Linked DNA regions of Triticum aestivum: region 2 is linked to region 1. The links are chromatin contacts, called in public Hi-C maps. All regions are on one chromosome and are shown on one strand. Each heading gives the region's core, a stretch centred on a gene start, on an enhancer-like site or on the middle of the called end of the contact. The rest is flanking DNA. Distances are from core to core; before and after follow the strand shown. Region 1 holds the start of LOC123046965 (protein RCC2). Region 2 holds the start of LOC123046967.

Evidence for each region. A called contact is a pair of places that touch in the nucleus more often than the background predicts.
Region 2: a contact with region 1 is called in a Hi-C map of leaf, with 2.1 times the contacts expected there. The contact joins the promoter of LOC123046967 here to the promoter of LOC123046965 in region 1. A contact is called at or near these places in 2 of 5 Hi-C or Micro-C datasets (leaf and an unstated tissue).

What each region holds. Positions count from the first base shown.
Region 1 is chr2B:723,759,874-723,766,688 of IWGSC CS RefSeq v2.1, forward strand. LOC123046965 (protein RCC2) reads right to left here and starts at 3,567. Exons shown (of 16, transcript XM_044470424.1): 1 at 3,231-3,567; 2 at 1,931-1,992; 3 at 1,798-1,865; 4 at 1,492-1,613; 5 at 1,042-1,147; 6 at 858-909; 7 at 647-764; 8 at 527-557; 9 at 320-343; 10 at 116-240. The coding sequence starts at 3,423.
Region 2 is chr2B:724,034,596-724,042,160 of IWGSC CS RefSeq v2.1, forward strand. It overlaps LOC123046967, which reads left to right and starts at 6,032. Exons shown (of 2, transcript XM_044470427.1): 1 at 6,032-6,604; 2 at 6,960-7,383. The coding sequence starts at 6,318. The coding sequence ends at 7,281.

The sequences.
Region 1 (6,815 bases), core at 2,317-4,816:
AAACTGCTCCTTCCTAATATATTTTTGTGATAAGGCCCAATAATGAACTCCTAATAATTTATACACCAAAACGCATTATAAAATATTCTGTGCGTCACAGAAAGCTATGTCATACCAGCAGTGCATGCACAATTTGCAGAACCAGCTGACAGAATAGCATTGGGAGGCAGAACATTGTGCCTTTGAAATATTTCAACGAGGCGAGGTTGCCACTCGTCCTTCTGTTCTCTGTGGCCCAACCTATGTAATAAGCAAGTGGTCAGATGAATATTGTTGGATATATCAAGATTATAGCAAATGCATGACAAGAATATCTTACCTTCCATATCCGCCATACCCCCATCTGGCAAAATAAAAAAGAAAAGAGTAAAACACAACTATTTGCATAAGAAAAGAGAAAACAGGACTTTAACAAATTGTATGTAATAAAGGAAGGAACTTGGAACAGCATATGTTAGACATTACAGTATAGGTCATAACTAGTGTGTTTTAACTGTGTCAAGCAAATGATGGATAAAGAACATACGTGTAAACAAAGCCACTCGAATCAACTGCAACTGCAATAGAAGTAAAAAAAAGGTGCGGGGATTAGTGTTAATCCAGACGATTCAAAAGAAATATTAAAAATAAAGAGAGTAGAAAGTACCTGTATGGTTTGTTCCGCATGCAACTTTGACAATAGTTTTCTCAGATAATGTAGCTATTGCCCTGGGACGGGGCTGAGGATCATATGATAGCTTTACTGACGAATCTTTGGTATTGTACTGCAATAGCATGAATCAAAACAGAATTATTTGATGATGGTGATGATGATAATAATAAAATTGACAGGTTTGTTTTCCGGGGTAGCAATAAACCTCATTGTCGGTTCCATGACCAAGTTGGCCATACTGAGGAAGGCCTGCTGTACTGAAAAAGCACAGAAGAATGAAACACTGGTTATAAAACTGACAAACATCACTCACTAACTACAACAACAAAAAAATATCAATTGGAAGGAGATCAAGATGCTTAAGTTTCACAAATTTCAGTAGGACATACAGTATAGTAGAGCCCTCGACTGACGACAGCCAGACAGTAAAATCACCACCACAAGCAACACCAGTCACTTCCGTCACAAGACAGGGCACTGGCGATGCCTCAATTTCTGCAGCAATTTTAGAACAACAGGGACAAGAAACAGTAGTGTAAGAACCAAAAGGTAAAATAAACTGCTCATAATATTCTAAAATTTAGTCGGTCATCCTAAACAATTAAAAGACCTGGAGTGTCTTGCACATTTGTAAGATGTAATAGGTTGCATGGGACAACTAAATTAGATCATTAATGGCTCGACAAGAGATAGCATGTTGAAAAATTTCAAGAAAACAAATATCAAGCATTCTCCAAGCAGACACAACCCTAATTGCCCAAGTAAAGATTATTTCTTCACACAACAATTTTATAATGCTGATGCCATATCAACCACAAAGAAATGAAAGAAGTACCAACCATTCTTTAGGGAACCTGTCCCCAACTGTCCAGATTTGTTGTGGCCAAATGCGAAGGACTTCCCGTCATCAGTTACAACCACTGTATGATTTTTTCCAACACTTGCTTTAATTATTTTATATCTGCACAACGAAAAACTGCTCATTAGCATTTAAACACATACTGAGGCAACCTTTACCACCTATAACCGTTGCAACTAGACTAGAACTGCTCAGTTCGTGAATTTAGCAATAAAATATGCAGTACACAGCTATTAAAAAATTCATATGGAGGTAAGGAAATAGGTATTGCAGACAGTTATCTTACTTTGATAGTTCAGAAACAACAGTCGGTAGGCTACGTTGAAGAGTATCCCCATGTCCCAACTGCCCCTTCTGCTAGAAAGTAATAGTGCTGAGTACCACATCAAATAAAATCAACTATGGAGCTATATTTATACCTCATTGCGACCCCATGTATAGCAACGCCCATCAGCACCCAAAGCAACACAGTGGCAAGCGGCTGGCAAAATAAAAGAAATCATCAACAAAGTGCCAAGGTATGTAGGGTCCCCAAGTATGTAAAGCTAACAATAAGATATCAGTTGAAACTAAGGATGACAGAAGACAAACATGTCATGGTAAGAGAAGAAACCCTGTAACGATTCAAGAGAACAATCTCTGCCTCTCTCCCTCGCTTACTCATTCCTGGGTTCATTTGGTTCTCAGGCTAGCATCCACCTAGTCCTGGCCTTGCTAGACAAGAATGGCTGTTTGATATCACGACAAAAGCATTGCTTTGCCTGACAAGATTGCTAGTGACGACCAAGAAAAGCTTGCATAGAAAGCAGTGTTAGTGTTGAGGGAAATCATTTTGTACCCTTCTGCAGTTACCTAGGTTACACACCTCCCTGTGGCACTTATGGATGGAATTGTGAGGTTAATAAAAGGCAGAGGTGTCACGGTCTCAGGATTAGGAATGTAATAAGCACTACAAGGTCTGCACGGCTGTCAACGAAGAGCTTGGCAGGCTGTGGAATCAGGGAACGAGGAACGACGCGTGGCAGATAGCAGGGTTGAGAGAAGAGAATGGGAATAAATATGGAGGTTATACAGACAGAGACAACCTAGCAAATTCAGGCCGGTGATTTCCGCTGCAACATACAATTCAGGCATGTCTAAGATCACAAATGCCATTAAGGTTTGCGGAAACGACAAATATCTGGAGCGGACTTTCAGAAAAAAAACAGCTTCCAGCACGATGCAGTTCCACGCTGTTTGATCTTGGGTGATGTGATCGCACACTGCCGTTAGCTGATGACGCAATAGCCGACACTGAAAAGCCTGCTGTCAGCACGCATGTACCGCGTGCTCGGTTGGTCGTGCTGTAGCGGACTCCTAGCTGAAAATGTCATATAATACATACACACATCATGGTACAGGGAGGCCTTGCGGCACAACCTGCAGCATCGACTTGCTAGCAACTAACATAACGGCAGAATTCCAGGGTAATCTCCTCCAGAGCACCCACGAACGTGAAACTAGCAGAGAACTAGAGACAAACTCTACTTCCCTCATCTCTTTTATCTTCCTTTCGTGGTAACTACTTCCCTCGTTTCGCACCCGTGCGGCGCTGCTAACCCACATACTCGAAACATTTCGAAGCGCGCCAGTCCCCATCCATCCCCCCCGAAACAAACCACGGAATCGTCACAGAACGCGGGGAGGGAGGAGAGGGAGGAAGGGGCGAAGGGGCCTCACTGCAGCCGGAGGCGACGGAGACGATGTCGACGCCCATGAGCGAGCGCAGCCGCGTCGGGGACACGAGGTTGCCCTGCATCCCGCTGGCCAGCTTGCGGTTGATGGCGTCGAAGTTGGTGGCGCCGCAGTAGAGCAGCTCCCCGCCGGACCCGGCGGGGGCGGCGGCCTTCTCGGGCGCGGCGCTGGCCGACATTCTCGCCGGCGGCGGGGCGGCGGGGCGGTTTCGGGGGGCCGGAAACCCTAGATGCGGCGAGCAGGCGGAAAAGGGCAGGCAAGCGGAGGAGGGCGGTTTTTGAAATCGAAAAACGATACCACCAACCTCCCGATTCGATTGAAACACTTTTCTGCGGCAGGATATTTATCCCGCCGCAGCCGCAGTGCAGTGGGGCTCCCGCGTGCGGCGCCAGTTAGAGAGATCGTGGAGATTTTCGTGCGCGTTTGCTTGTGGTGTGAGGCTGGCCTGTGGGACCGTTCGGTTGTCGGGGCCACCGGTCATTGGGTTTGGTCGTGGTTTATGGGAGAGCATTTGTGTTTTTGGTTGAGGGCGCGGCTCGACTTTGTGGGTTTCCTTTTCGGTGGGACATGCGATGCTGACTTGTGGGCCGTTGGGGGTTGTGGGGTGCCCGTGTCGGGTTAAGCCCACGAGCAACGCGATGGTAGAACAGTACTGCTAAAAAAAAATTATTATTATTAAGGGGAAATGCCCTAGGGCGAGCTTTATTACTTTCAAATCACAGTTACATCGAAGATTATATCTGAAAGAATAAAGCTAGGAGGATCACCATCCAAGAAAAACTACAACTTTAGAATAATAAACGTGCCTCGCTAAATTATGTGCGGCCCTATTAGCGTCCCTAGAACAGTGTTGAAAGCTCATTGTACCTAATCTTGTTGCTCACTGGAAACAAACTGCAAATATCGTCGTGGCTGGGCTTAAAACTTCATTCATGCCAGTGCAAGCTTGGATTAATTCCAGCGAATCAGACTTCATGATAACCCCATTGCAGCCTGTATTTTCAAGCAATATCAGGCCCTTTTGCAAAGCTAAAGTTTCAGTTGTGCTAGCATCATACACGTTATTCAAAAGCCATGAGCCACCTGCTATTGTCTCCCCCTTGTAATTCTGAATCACTGCCGCTGCTGCTCCTGACCCATCTTGGAAAAAAGATGCGTCCACGTTCATCTTGTAGCTGCCAACAGGAGGTTTCTGCCATGGTATTTTTTGTGATTGTACCACACTCCGAGCCGCTGCAAAGTTCGATGTGATTGCGATGATAGTGAAAGTTGTCCTGCTGGGCGAAGTCACTTGGTTTCCTTTCACAAACTCTCTCCTCAGCCACCATATATACCAAGCGCCCACGACAACCAATTCTGCAACACCAATGTTTGGGAGAATCGGTCTAATATTTGTCTTGTTTCGAATTATCTCCACCATGACTATGCTGCCAGATCGGTCTACCCTCAATGCATTATCTACAACTTCTTAAATACCCAATGCATTCCAAACTTCCTTGGCACGCTGACAAGAAAATATCAAGTGCTTGATGTCCTCTGCTTCCTCTGAGCATAAAGAACATTGCGGAGACACCTTAATGTGTCTATTTGCTAAAATGGGTCGAGTGGCAACTACACCATGTAGAGCTTTCCACGCAAATATCTTGACCTTACTTGGCACTTTCAACTTCCAAAGAATATCCCACACTGAATTAGTCATCGAAGACCCCTGTCCATCACTTCGTCTTACCTATGAATCATGCTGGTGGTGCCACTCTACATAGTACGCAGAGCAAACTGCAAAGGCATATGATTTAGTAAAGTTACATGCTACAAAACCCTCCACCACCTAAACATTCAGTGGAATTCTCAAAATCCTCTCAGCATCTATAGGGAAGAAGATGTTTATGATGAGTGCTTCATTCCACTCTCCTGAGTACGGATCAACCAATTCTTCCACTCTGGTCAGCAAACAAGCCCCCTTAGGTGTCAAAACCTTTCTAGTTGGGTTGTTTGGCACCCAGCAGTCATTGCATAGATTGATTTCAGATCATGTCCCAACACGCCAAATATGACCTCTCTTGAAAGTTTGGATTCCAGAAATAATAGACTGCCAAGTAAAGGAAGATCCTTTTTTGTTCCCTGCCTTCAAAATATTACCATCCGGATAGTATTTCGCACAAAGCATATGAGCCCATAACGCATCTGGATTAGAGATCAATCTCCAACATTGTTTGGCTACCATCGCGAGGTTAAAAGCATGAAGGTCAAGGAAGCCCATTCCACCCTCATTTTTTGGTATGCACATTCGCCACCATGCCCACCAATGCATCCTTTTTTGATCCTCTTCGTCACCCCACCAAAAACTAGCCATGGCATCTGTAGTTTCCTAACATATTTTCTTCGGGATCTTAAACACTCCCATTGCAAAAACCGGCAGAGACTGAATGACTGCTTTAAGTAGGATTTCTTTACCTCTGAGAGAAAGAAATTTCTCCTTCCAGCCCTTTATCCGAGCAATCACCCTCTCCACCAAGTAGGAAAAGCTATCACTTCTGTCCACTCCAACCATAGCAGGCAAACCGAGATACTTGTCAGATAAAGCATCGGTCATTATATTAAGTTCTACACACATACTTGCTTTTGTTTCCACATCCACACATGGACTAAAATAAATGCATTTCCCTTCACTCACCGACTATCCAGAACTCGTGCAATATTGGTCAAGCACTTGTCTCACCGAGGTTGCATTATTTAAATCCGCCTTCATAAGGATCAAGGAATCATCAGCAAGTAGTAAATGTGAAACTGATGGTGCACCCCTGCACACTTTTACTCCTTCTATGCCACGAACCTCCTCTTGGTGAGCCAACAGACTCGACAAACCCTCTGCAGAAATCAAGAACAAATATGGTGACAAGGGATCCCCCTGACGGGGACCCCTAGATGGCACAAATCCCTCTGTCTCCTGGTCATTATATCTTACTCTATATTTCACATATCTAACACATGACATAATCAACTCAACAAAATTATCATGAAAACCAAGCCTTCTCATCATCTTATCTAGAAATCTCCAGTCGACTCGATCATATGCCTTATGCATGTCCAACTTGACAGCACAGTAGCTAGTCTTTGCTTTTTTTGTAGTTTTTTATCTCTGCTTTTTTGTAGTATTTTATCTTACGTATACATTCATATGCCACCAAGATGTTATCCATAATTAACCTGCCTGGTACAAACGCACTTTGTACCGGGGAAATTATCTCATCCACTACTCTTTTCAACCGGAATGCGGTCATTTTCGACATGATTTTGTACGGGACGTTACAAAGACTGATAGGCCTAAATTGTGAAATTTGCTGAGGACTTTCAACCGTAGGAAGTAGAACTATAACAGTGTCATTCCACCCCTCTGGTATTACCTTGTGGTTGATTGCATTTAGAACCTCCTTCGTCAATTTATCTCCCAATATATGCCAGCACCTTCTAAAAAAGATTGCGTGCAATCCGTCGGGCCCCGGGGCCTTCAAATCCCCTATGGAGAACAAGGATTTTTTAACCTCCTCCATTGTATACTCCTGCAACAGG
Region 2 (7,565 bases), core at 4,782-7,281, 280 kb after region 1:
ATGCATATTAATACCCCTCTGATTATGAACATGAATATGATTTGTGAGTAGTTACATTTGTTTCTGGGGACATGGGAGAAGTTTTGTTATGAGTAGTCATGTGAATTTGGTATTCGTTTGATATTTTGATGAGATGTATGTTGTCTCTCCTCTAATGGTGTTATGTGAACGTCGACTACATGACGCTTCACCATTGTTTGGGTCTAGGGGAAGGCATTGGAAAGTAATAAGTAGATGATGGGTTGCTAGAGTGACAGAAGCTTAAACCCTAGTTTATGTGTTGCTTCATAAGGGGCTGATTTGGATCCATATGTTTCATGCTATGGTTAGGTTTACCTTAATTCTTCTTTCGTAGTTGCGGATGCTTGCGAGAGGGGTTAATCATAAGTGGGATGCTTGTCCAAGGAAGGGCAGTACCCAAGCACCGATCCACCCACATATCAAATTATCAAAGTACAGATCGCGAATCATATGAGCATGATGAAAACTAGCTTGACGATAATTCCCATGTGTCCTCGGGAGCGCTTTGCTTTATATAAGAGTTTGTCTAGGCTTGTCCTTTGCTACAAAAAGGATTGGGCCACCTTGTTACTTTTGTTACTTGTTACCCGTTACGAACTATCTTATCACAAAACTATCTGTTACCGATAATTTCAGTGCTTGCAGAGAATACCTTGCTGAAAACCGCTTGTCATTTCCTTATGCTCCTTGTTGGGTTCGACACTCTTAGTTATCTAAAGGACTACGATAGATCCCCTACACTTCTGGGTCATCACAAGCCTATGTCAAACTGTTTGAGCGTCCTCTAGCGGAGGGGCACATCAAAGCCATCCTGGCTTTGTTTGGTTGGGACACCTCGGCACTTCCACTCTTCAAGCAAGACATGGTGGGGATGGGCTAGATCTAAAACTAGATGTCGTGGATCTCTTTGTAGGCCACTAATATGAATCAGTTGCCATTTAAGATTCTAGTGTGGAACGTGCGCATGCTTAATGCACCGGCACAATGGACTGTAATGTTCCAAGTGGTCAATGCGGCTAAACCTAGCATAGTCTGTCTACAGGAAACAAAATGGAGAATGTAGCATCGGTTGTGGTGTCTCAACGACTTGGCAATAAATTCGAATCTTCCTACTTCTTGCCCTTGGTGGGAACTTGTGGTGGAGTTCTGACATCCTGGAACGCTGCAACAGTCTCCCTGTCGCGACCACATTACACAGAAAACACGTTGACAACCCTTGTCCAGCCGCTCGAGGGGAGAGCGTGGTGGCTCATAGGAGTATATGAACCTCAACTTGATCATCAGAAAGTGGAGTTCCTTCAGGAGCTTTGTTGACATTAGGGACCTGCATGTCGGTCCATGGGTGACACTTGGTGATTTCAATCTGCTTGTCAACCCGGAGGACAAGAGTAACAACATGATCAACCGGCGGATGATATCTAGATTCAGATCGAAACTAAACTTGCTTGAGGTCAAGGAAATCTACCTAAATGGTCGGCGGTATACTTGGTCAAACGAGAGAGTTGAGGCAACACTTAAGAAAATCAATCACGTTTTCAGCACCACTTGCTGGGAAGAGTTTTACCCGACCTGTCAGCTCGCGGCTCTGGGCTCCTCGGTCTCAGATCACTGCCCCCTCTTGCTTGACGTGAATGATGATCTTCATATGGGATGTCACTTCAAGTTTGAAGCTTTCTAGACCAAACTGGAAGGTTTTTCGGAGAAGGTGGCCATGGCATGGGCCTCGGTGCCGTAGGGAGGCAACCCCTTTGTGGTGTTGGACATGAAGCTGTGCGCAACAGTGAAGAAGCTCAAGCAATGGAGTGATCGGCAGATCGGCAATGTTAAACTTCAGATCGCCATTGCCTTGGAAGTTATATTCAGACTCGACAAGGTGATGGACATGCGAACCCTTTCACCTACAGAATCAAGTCCGTGCAAGACCCTCAAGAAGAAGCTGATGGGTCTTTGCTCCCTTGAGAGATCGATTACAAGGCAGCGATCCAGAATTCTCACTCTCTGAGAAGGAGACGCCAGCACTTCCTTCTTTCATCACCATGCTCGTCATCGACAAAGAAAGAACTTCATCTCAACTATGCAGAGGGGTGACATTATTGCTACCAGCCAGGAAGAAATCATGAATGAAGTTGATGCCCACTTCACCCATGCGCTTGGGGAGATACAATCCAGGACCCACACTATAGACCTCAACGCGCTCCACCTTATCTCCCTCAACCCGAGCCACCTGGAAGAGCCTTTCACAGAAGAGGAAACAGAAAGAGACGTCAAAGGAATGCCTCCAGACAAAGCGCCGGGGCCGGATGGATTCACGGGCCGATTCTTTGCCCACTGCTGGAGCATCATAAAGGGAGACATCATGAATGCGTTCGCACATTTCTACAATGGAGACATGAGAGGAATGCCCTCAATCAATAAAGCAATTGTCACTCTCCTTCTGAAGAAGAACAGAGCAGTGGATATCCGAGATTTTCGACCAGTGAGCCTGGTGCACGGTGCGATCAAGATCTTTGACAAAGCTTTGGCCACCAGGCTAACTTCGGACCTGCCATCCCTCATGGTCAAACACCAAAGTGTTTTTGTGAAAGGCAGGTCCATACATGACAGTTTCATGCTTGTGCAATGCACGGCGCGCCGCCTACATGCTCTAAGAGAACCAGCAGCAATGATCAAGCTCGATATCTCCAAAGCTTTTGATTCTGTTCACTGGCCTTTCCTCATCGAAGTCTTGCATGCCATGGGCTTTGGGACAAAGTGGATAACGTGGATCTGTGGGCTCTTGTATACCTCATCAACTAGAATCATGGTTAATGGCACTCCGGGAAGGCAAATATACAACTGCAAAGGGTTGAGGCAGGGCGCCCCGCTCTCGCCGATGCTCTTCATTCTGATTATGGAGCCACTGCAGCGGATGTTTGAGCTTGCTACCTCGAGAGGAATCATGTCCCCCTTAGCACCAAGAGGAATGGAGCACCGTCTCTCAATGTTTGCGGATGACGTCATGATCTTTGTCAAACACAATATCCAGGACATCCAAGCCTGCTCCTCTCTCCTGCGATTGTTCGACGAGGCTTCCGGACTGCAGGTAAACATGCAGAAGAGCGCAACCTACCCCATTCGATGCCCTACTGGCACTTGGGAGAGGGTTCTAGAGACAATTGGCTGCTCAAGTGGCGTCTTCCCATGCAGATACCTCGGGCTACCTCTCACCATCCGCAAGTTATCGGTCACCCAACTCTCGGGCTTGGTGGATCAGATGGCTGCAGCCCTGCCAAGATGGAAAGCTGCTGCCATGCCCAAGAGCGGACGCATCCTCCTCATCAAGTCAGTTCTCTGCGCCATCCCGCTTAACGCAATGCTGGCACTTGACATCCCGCAAAAGACAATCTCCGCAATGAACAAAATCTGTTGTGGCTTCCTCTGGTGCACCAAGGATAGAGCAAATGGAGGCCAATGCAAGGTAGCTTGGGATTTGGTCTGTGCACCCGTGTGGGCAAGTGGTCTCGGCATCCCCAACTTGGCCTGGCTGAACACAGCAATGCAAGCAAGATGACCGTGGTTGCAGCGCTTTGACCACACTAGACCCTGGGTTGAATTTAACATCAATGTCCCGAAGGAATCGAATCAACTCTTCCAGGCCACGACGGTAGCTACGGTGGGAGATGGAAAGAATACATTCTTCTGGGAGGATAGGTGGCTGCACGGGCGTAGAGTACATGAAATTGCTCCAAACGTCTACAAGAAAGTACGTAGCAAGACCAGAGCAGCGTGAATGGTACATCAGGCTCTCTCAGAGGGAAGTTGGGCACGTGATATTGGGCCTGAGCTCACACCGACCCTACTCTAAGAATACCTGGGCCTCTGGGCTGCAGTCCATGAAGAGCCCCTTCAAGAGGGAGCACAAGACTCGATTTCCTAGGCTTGGGAGGCGAACGGCTGCTTCTCGACCAAGTCTGCCTACGCGGCTAAGTTCTGGAGTCGGGAAGTTGCACCAACTTCGGAATTTACATGGAAATCCAAGGCGCCCATGCAATGTTTTTTCTTCCTTTGGCTCGCCCTATGCAACCGATGATGGATGTCCGATCGACTAGCTCACAGAGGATTGGATCAACAGGAGGCATGCCCACTATGCGACCAAGGAGAGGAAACAATCAACCATCTGCTTCTTACTTGTGTATTCACCCGACAGATTTGGACGATCATATGCCAAGGCATGGGCAAGTAGGACTGGATTCCATCACCGACCGACGCGCTTCACATGGTGTGAGAGCAAGACCGGACCCGGGCGCAGCGGGAAGGACATCCGGGCTATCCTCACTCTCGTAATGTGGGAGATATGGAAACACCGCAACGCAATTGTCTTTGATGGAGCAACACCCTTGATAAGCCATGTAATTGGTAGAATAGATGACGAGGGACGGGCGTGGAAGCAAGCGGGGCTACTGAAAGGAGACATAGCATCTTTCCTAGGGGAGTTGACAACGTGGGCTGCATGGAGAGGATAGGTTTAGATGTTACTTGCGTGGAGTTGGGTTCATGTAATTTGATCATGTAACACCAACATGGAGGGGTTCTTTACCCTACTCCCTCTTTAATGCATAATACGCACTCTCGTGCGTATTCGAGAAAAAAATACTTTTTATTCAGCCGGACATGCGACCTACACGGCGGCTGGCTTGATTCCCATGCATGTAAGGATTTTTTTTATTCGACTAGCTGACAACTTGCATCGGCCTTTCGCCCAAACATTGGGTTCCAGTGGATTTTCTGTTTCCCGTGAAAAGTACAGGGCAAGTACGCTTTCCTATGGAGCAAGGGACAAATGATCCTTTGAACCGAACGCATCACAGTTTATTTTTTCGAAGGAAAGCAAGCCTGCAAAGTTTCCTGCATAATTCCTGCAGATCGAACGGAGCCTAAGTTTACATGATTTTTAAATCAAAAAGAATAGAAATAGTGCATCCCAACTTATGTTCAATGCTGATGCAACATTTCCGTATGAAAACAACTCTGCAACTTGTGGCACCATTACTTGGAACTATAAAGGGGACTTCATTGCAACACAGAATCGTCACTAAGGACCAATCATCGATGCTCAAACCACAGGCCATGGCCCTCAAGCGAGGACCGAGCTGGCTTCAAGCATCGGAGTTCGGTACCTCATGGTGCGGTTGGATTGCACAAAGCATGTGCATCTTTCAATAGGGGGGGAGGGGGGGGGGACTACTTTCTCTACCATGGTTGCTCCGATCATTGGCGATATTTAGGTTTGGGGAATCTTTTTATTAAGCATTGTATGCGTGAGACAAATAGTGACCCGCACGAGCTAGCAATCATGGCTAGGGTCTTAATCGATCATTCGAATAGACTGTGGATGATGTATCTCTGTTTGAGTTGGAATAAAACTAGTCATGGTGATGCCACCTAGAAAAGGCAAGTTTGACTCTGCTAGGTTTATCTTTTGCTTCAAGCCACACCAAGTAAACCTTTCTGGCAATTTTGCTAACAACTCACGTCGACAAAGTTGGTATCTCCCAAACAAACAAACAGGCTTTAAACCATGCACCCCGTTTCCACCCTATCCAAATCGAGTCTGAGACCAGTTAAAAAAAACTTTGTTTGAGACAGCAATCGCATCATCCGTCTTGTACAAAAATTGAGACACTTATTTTGAGATGTTGGGAGTATATATTTGCGTGATTCTTTCTGTAGCAAGCAGCTCTAGAGACCCGAATAAACAAAGCTAATCTCGCGGCAGCAGTTACCAGCCCTTGGCATAAATCAAACTCCTAACTGAAAGCACCATGTCGCCACCGTAATCTATCTTATCCCGGCTAATCCGCGGAGATAAGCCCCCATTTTCTTCCTCACCCCCGCCGATCGGTCGACAGAGTCCCCTAAGATAAGATGCTTATCCTCGTGAGCCAGTGTAGTTCACATGCCCCGATTATACATAATTGATTGCTCCCAGCAAGCAACACATGTTTCCGTCTCTTGCGCCCCCGGAAACGAGTGTTTCCACATGCGCAAACACTCCAGACAGTAACGTAGGTGATAAGACCGACGCTCTGCACGGCAAGGTCGCAAGGATAGGCTTGGTTTTACTTTCGGCGCCAGTCGACGGAGGCCTATCTGAACGAGCAAGACGCCCGCCTGCCCACGGCAACGGTTCTTCTTTTTCCCCACCCCTCGCGTAGTAAAGTCTGCATATATATGGGGTCCTCTCCTTTGCCGTCCAAGCTCCCAACATCCCAAGCCAAGAGATAACCATTGCCCGTGCCTCCTGTTCAGGCCCTGAAATGGATGGACCTTGCAACAAGGCTCTGCGCCGTGAGGCCGCCGCCTGCGTCTGCCAAGGAGAAGATGATCACCCCGACGCTGCTTCTTGCACCTCGCCCTCAGGGGCGTCCAGCGGGTCGTCGTCGTGCTCATTGGCGTCGGATCTGGGTGATGGGTCGAGTTACTCCCCGCCCGATGATCATTCCTCGGGGTCGTCTTCAGCGTCATCGAGCACCTTGCAGCTGGACTCTGAGGCCGAGGGACCTCTCTACGAGCTGTCTTCGCTGCTAGCCCAGCTTCCTGCCAGGTAGAGTACATGCTTTGCACCTTGATAACATGGAATTTGCCCGTTTGCGTTTCCCTACCTGTATGAAAACACCAAAACTTTGTCACCCTTTCCAAGAACATGCATGCTACGCTAACAGGTCTTCAAATCGGATGGCCGAATTTAAAATGACATGCTCCTAAGTGATTAGCTTGTGAGGTCCCACTTTGCACAGGACAAGTATTTAATTCATTGGTTATGAATATTTTCCTAAAATACATACTGAATAACTAGAGAACACAATGTCACGCTTCTTTCCATATAACTTCTATAGAATCCACTTCATATTGCAAATTATTCAGACTACCATCTCTGACAAATAATTTAATTTCCACAGGAGAGGGTTGTCCAAGTACTACCAAGGGAAGTCCCAATCATTCACATCGATATCTTATGCTACATGTCTTCAAGACCTTGGAAAGGAAGTTACCTACAGCAAGAGGATGAAGACATGCAAGAGCTATACAGCGGGATCAGGCATGAACCAGCGGTCAAATCACTCACCGAGGACATGCAACAAGATGATAGCCAAGAGGCCCTCAAAAAGTTCATTTGCTTGTCAAATGTCCAGAGCAAGCAGCACCAACCTCTTGTTCAGGAGTGCCAATTTACCTGCACACCAGAACAAGGAAGATGTACAAATGCATATGAACTCTTAACTAGCTACAACTAGAATGCCAGGACTCCACTTCCCATGAACATACAGTACTTACTGTACACTTTCACATGGAAATTCAAACTAATTTCTCATTCTGAGATCAGCCTGATTTCTCTTATGTCTGATTTTATTTTAGCCTATATGAAAGTTAACTGTAAAAATGAATAAAGTGACACTTGGTCTAGTCATAATCGGAAAAACTCAATAGACACAGCTCCTTGTGTTAAACTTGCCCATGATGGTAGGTGGTACACCATCTATTCTCTTATACACACGATGCCACAA